Regions from separate parts of the Sus scrofa genome. Here region 1 is linked to region 2. A link is a contact called in public Hi-C data. All regions are on one chromosome and are shown on one strand. Each heading gives the region's core, a stretch centred on a gene start, on an enhancer-like site or on the middle of the called end of the contact. The rest is flanking DNA. Distances are from core to core; before and after follow the strand shown.

What was found. Hi-C and Micro-C count contacts between places; a contact is called where the count stands out from the background.
Region 1: a contact with region 2 is called in a Hi-C map of skeletal muscle, with 5 times the contacts expected there. The contact joins two enhancer-like sites. A contact is called at or near these places in 2 of 47 Hi-C or Micro-C datasets (embryonic fibroblasts and skeletal muscle) and 1 of 2 datasets of contacts at active chromatin or transcription factors (alveolar macrophages).

Annotation. Positions count from the first base shown.
Region 1 is chr8:96,617,959-96,620,658 of Sscrofa11.1, reverse strand. No RefSeq gene overlaps it. Among named protein-coding and RNA genes, the nearest start is that of JADE1, 55 kb to the right of the region's middle. Within about 2 kb of position 1,283, at least 16 of the 83 cell types and tissues checked have an H3K27ac peak or open chromatin away from gene starts, as enhancers often do. A contact at or near this core is called in skeletal muscle, where this site is marked.
Region 2 is chr8:96,375,442-96,378,315 of Sscrofa11.1, reverse strand. The region is part of intron 3 of JADE1 (protein Jade-1); the gene reads left to right. Among named protein-coding and RNA genes, the nearest start is that of JADE1, 190 kb to the left of the region's middle. Within about 2 kb of position 1,500, at least 2 of the 83 cell types and tissues checked have an H3K27ac peak or open chromatin away from gene starts, as enhancers often do. A contact at or near this core is called in skeletal muscle, where this site is marked.

The DNA.
Region 1 (2,700 bases), core at 34-2,533, 240 kb before region 2:
CAGAATAGAAAACTTAAAAAAAAAAAAAAGTTAAGCAGTAAAAGCCAACTGGTGCCAGAATCATCACATAGCAATGCTTATGATTCCGAAGAAGGGGTGAGAACAATGAAGTTCAGAAAAAGAGGAGATCATGAAATGCTTTCCTTCCTCTTGAGTGCAGTGGTAGTTTGCCTATGGGTGGGTTTAGAGTAGATGACTTAGTGACCACTAAACCATAGGCCTGTGGCCAGAAACTCTCCCAAAATGAGCCGAGGGTTTAGGTGAGTTTTAATTTACTCAAAAATTCTGTCAGTCTTTAAAAACTTTAGTGTGCATTAAAATAATCTGGGCAAATGTAAGTTAAAGAAAGAGGGGGAGTTCCCATCGTGGCTCAGTGGAAATGAATCTGATTAGTGTCCATGAAGACACAGGCTTTGATCCCTGGCCTTGCTCAGTGGGTTAAGGATCCAGTGTTGCCTTGAGCTGTGGTGTAGGTCACAGACATGGCTTGGATCTGGTGTTGTTGTGCTTGTGGTGTAGGCTGGCAGCTGCAGCTCTGACTTAACTCCTAGCCTGGGAACCTCCATATGCTATGGGTGCGGCCCTAAAAAGACCAAAAAAAAGAAAAGAAAAGAAAAAGAAAGAGCAAGAAACAGTGTCTGGGGAATTTGTTAAAAATGCATGTTTTGGTTTGTATTTGCCAGAGGTTCTGATTCAGAGGTTTAGAATAGAGCCCTTAGGAATTTGCATTTAAAGCCAGGTTATTCTGACACTTGTTGCTTTAGGGACTTTCCTATTAGAAACCCCTGTTTCTTAATAGCTGGGGTTGGGGTCTCCATGGCACTTGCTTTGTCTGGCAGGTTGTAGAGGGAAGTTCAGAAGAGAAGGGAGGCACTAGAAATAATCTACTATTGTGTTGCGCAAAAATCCTAGTTAGTTTCTGTTTGGGGGGCATCAGTCACAACTGCAATTAGAGCCAACTGATGCCTGATTTTAATAGATGAAGGTGGCCTGTGTCGCCAAAGACAGAGTATCTGGGCTCCTGGATCTCTGAGGATTGTTTGATCTTGTTTGGTTGGTTCGCCTGCAGTAGCATTTCCTCATTTGGCTAATGGGCATATCAGATGACCTTGGAAAACCAGGGTGGTTCAGTTCTTACTCACTAGAAAAAGCACACTCAAACATTGGGAAGGTCCTAAGGATTACAGATGTGCCGAAGGGTGTCTTGGATCTCCTCCAATGAGGGCTGTGGAGGTCACTTGAAAAGAATGTTTGCATTTGCCTCAAGCCTTTTTGAAGGAGGATCTGTGCTTGTCTAGCTCCATGCAGCTCTCTGAAATGTCAGAAGATAAGAAATGCCTCTCAGCCGGAAGGCTTCCAGACACATATGTGACAAGAAATTTGGCATCAGCTTTACAAGTGTCAGATGTCTAGGATAAAGCAATATGGGTATAGTATTTCTAGTGCTATTTTGGTGCCTTGTGCATGAGGCTGCAGCATTAGAAAAACTCTTTTTCAGCTTGGGGTGATAGCCTTACTGGCTTTAAGTGTGCATGTCTGAAAGTACAGTTGGGTCACAACCTAGTGGTGGGCCACAGCAAGTCACCTTACAGTCATGGTACCAAGCTTCGAGGGAGTGCCCTTGTGGGAAGCAGGCATTCCACAGCCTATGATGACTTGGGTGGTACAGCCAGGGCCTCTCATCAGATGGTGCCTCATAAGTATTAATCAACTTTTGCAAAACCCGCGTGAAGTTGGTAAACACTTATCCTCACTTATTAGACGGGGAACTAAAGCATGGAATGAGGTCCAATAGTCAGGGTCACAGAGTTAGCTGGTTTACTTACCTGGTTGTCCATTGATAAGAGGTGAGTGATTTCAGAACAAATTTCTATTTTATATAATTCAGGGAATATGTCTCCTGGTGAGAGAACATTTTTGGCAGTTTTGACTCCCTAAAAGACTTGAAGTTCCCAGTCTGGCTGTTCATTGGTTAAGAGCAAATGCCTAGGGCACTTGACTTAACAACTGTCATAAGTGGTGTGAAAAAATGTGTAAGAAAAAACAAAATATGGTAATGTACTGAGGTTGTTACAGCAATGATATCGAAATAGGAATGTTGTATATAAGGTCTAAGTTGTAATACACCCCTCTCTCTCAAGGTATTTGACACTGTCGGGCTTCTGTTTCAATTTTATTTCTGTTTGTTTATTTTTTAAAGTCTAATAATAAGGTTAATAAGGTTAATAAGGTAAGGACATCATAGTTTAGGGTCAAAAAGAACTTAGGGCAAGTCCACTGAATAATTCAAATGTGGGAAAAGAAGACCTATGAGAAAAGATGAAGGCTTTGCTATTAATTTGTATAAAGAAGGTGGATGGAGAATTATGTGGTCAGTAAATATATCACAAAGTATTATTTTGTAAAAGTCAATTTAATTATCTGCTGATGACAAAACTTGGAAAAAGTGGGTTTATCCTGGAGTATGAAAGATTTAAAGATTCAAAAGAAAGTATTTTCTGGTGTGAAAGATGGTTAAAAACTAAAATAGGCTACCCAGAAAGGAACTGCCCTTTTCTGAAGGTTTTGTATAGGTAGGCTAAGTCAGCAAGACATGGCTGGTCAGCAGGGTTAATGGCTACCCAGAAAGGAACCGCCCTTTTCTGAAGGTTTTGTATAGGTAGGCTAAGTCAGCAAGACATGGCTGGTCAGCAGGGTTAA
Region 2 (2,874 bases), core at 251-2,750:
GCTATAGAGGTCTCTGTTTGTTGTAAAAAATAAAAGGTATCTGGAGTTCCCTTCATGGCTCAGCAGAAACGAATCTGACTAGTATCCATGAGGACTTGGGTTCGATCCCTGGCCTCGCACAGAGGGTTAAGGATCCGACATTGCCACGAGCTGCAGCTTGGATCCCAAGTTGCTGTGGCTGTGGCATAGGCCGGATTTGACCCCAACCCTGGAAACCTCCATATGCCGCAGGTGCAGCCCTAAAAAGACAAAAAAAAAAAAAAAAAAAAAAAAGAGTAACTGACAGCCTCAAATAGCCTCCCAAGAGCTTCTGCTAAAGGTATCTTAGGGTTTGCAAAAAAAGAAACATTCTTCTCTTAAGAAAAATCTGGTTTCTGGGGAAATGGATTATAAAATAAAATTGCAGTTCTCCTTTATTTCCCCCTGATAAAAGAGTTTAAAGACTTCTAGGGCCCAAACTAAGCTCCTGGTAATATTTCTTCTGTTCTGAGTAGATTTCACTCAATGAAAGTGAAATTTCTGATGGTCATAAGATGGGTATAATTCCAGTTATTTCCTGTGCTGCATTCCTTGATGGAGCCCTTATTGATGGGCCAGATGTAGAACTATATTATGTGTACTATGTACACTGGCATCACTTTTCTGGGGAAACGCTAAGTATATTAATTAAGCCATCAAGCTTGATATGAAACAGATTCTGAAGATGATATGAGAGGACACTGACGGCGCAGTAATAAATTATGAACATTTGTTTTCCAGGATAACTTTTTTAAAGTGTAGTTTTGTCTTTCCTTAAAAATGTAAGATGAAACTACCTTTGTTTTATTTTATTTTTATATCAATAATGCATGTAGAAGTTCCCCAATGCTAAAATAGAACTTGGTGTGATAGAATGCAGGCTGACTGGTAGAATGAATGAAACACCATTCTCCAAGAAGAAGCAAGACTAGGTTGCCATATGGCTTGAATTATATTAGTGCATTCCTCCTTTTAAATTTTTTTAATTTTCTATATTGGATCGGATAAGACTTTGTGGGTGTTACTGACTCTTTTTTCCTCCTTTTTGGTTTGTTTATATTGCTGTAAATATTCTTGCAGAGCAATTGCAACTCTTCTCATTGACCATACATATTCTCTGAGGGCTTATTCTAGGAAACTGCTGTTTAAGTATTGTGTATAGTGTATGAATTATCCTGTATTGTGCATGTCTGTTACTGCATTGTCTTTCTTATCGTCAGTGACTGTAAGCACCATGGTTAGTGAATTTGGCTAACAGTGTTTGAAGCAGATGAGATTTTAGCTCACTCCTTGATAGCTGCATTGGCTCAGTCTAAGCTAAAGTCTTATTTTCATTAAAGGAGCAGACATGCTGAGGAAGAAGGTGCTATTTTTACATAGGGACTTTTTCTACTGAAACCACATGATAACACTATGCTGTTAAAATGATCTCAAGCATGCTGAGTTAGCTGAAAAAACAATATGCATGTTGCCAAAATCAAGGCAGTACTATTCTGAGCCTCCTCTAAGGTCCTCTAGCTCTCCTTGGTGGTCATGAAGAGGAGACTAGGAAAGAAGCTGGTAGGAATATACAAATTATAGGTAAAATGAGGGTCACTTACAGTTCCCTACAAGACATTATTAAAATTCTTGGATTTCGTCACCAATTATTGAGACATGAAAAGTTTTGCTACTCAGTTATTTGCATATCATTATTTGTTGAATACTGATTTTATTCTCTCTCTGTGTGTATATATATATATTCAGCAAAACTAGCACAAAACAGTACTAAGACTAACTTTAGAACATTAGAAACAAAAGAAGTTTAGGCAGAGGCCCTCCAAATCCAATTTTTTTAAAGCCTTTATTATTATAGATTGCTGTGATTGAATATCTATTATATGACAGATACTGTACTAAGCATTATTTCATTTAGTCCTCACAACAGTCTTACAAAGCAGCTATTATCTGCATTTATAGAAGACAATGCTTCCCTTTCTTTTCTTCTCTTCCTTTTCTGTTAATAACTGTCACAGTATAAGTTATACTCAGCCAGAAAGTGACTGAGTTGAGATTCAAGCTTCAGTATAAATATCTATCTCCAAAGTGTGTTCTTTCACTAGGCTGTGTAGTATCTCTGAGGATGACATGTAGAGTTAATAAACTGGTCTTCTATCATATGGCATTTTTATTCTTCATTCAAATGAAGATTTCATTCAAATTTCTCAAGAAATGTTGAGAATGAGTTACAGTACTCCAAATGGGAAAATAAAATTCTCCCTTCTTGGTAGTCTTCAATTGCTAAATGTAAATCACCACCAGATTTGTCTTCCCTTGTCTTCCAATACTGGAAGTTTTCTCTCTTCAGCCACACCAGAATCTGAATCAACTACTTGGTCACAAATAGGTTTTGTCCTTGGCAGACTATCTTTGGGGAAGCTCCTGAACAGATAAAGAAGTTAACATTTAGGAATTCATATCACTCTTCCCTTCTGTCTGATAGCAGAATTCCTTTTGTGACCAACATATTTCCCATGACTTTGTGCAGATCTGGGGTTTTGGGTAATGAGAGTGCTATAGCTGCTTGACTGAGAAAGCCTGAGTTTATAGCCACACAGAAGTAAATAGCTCTGGGATATGACAGAGGAAAGGAAGCAGCCTTGGATTTGGGAAGAAATGGGGGATTTTGCAGAAAAAGGACATAAAGAATTGAGGAGTAGCTTCCACACATATGAGAAATAGGGAGAGAATTGTAGAGAGAAATATTTAAGACATTTACTGAGTTGTATTAATAAAATCCCAACTCCAGAGTCATTTTCCTTAAACTATCTACAAAAAGATATTAATTGATATTCAATTATTTTTGGAGACTGAACT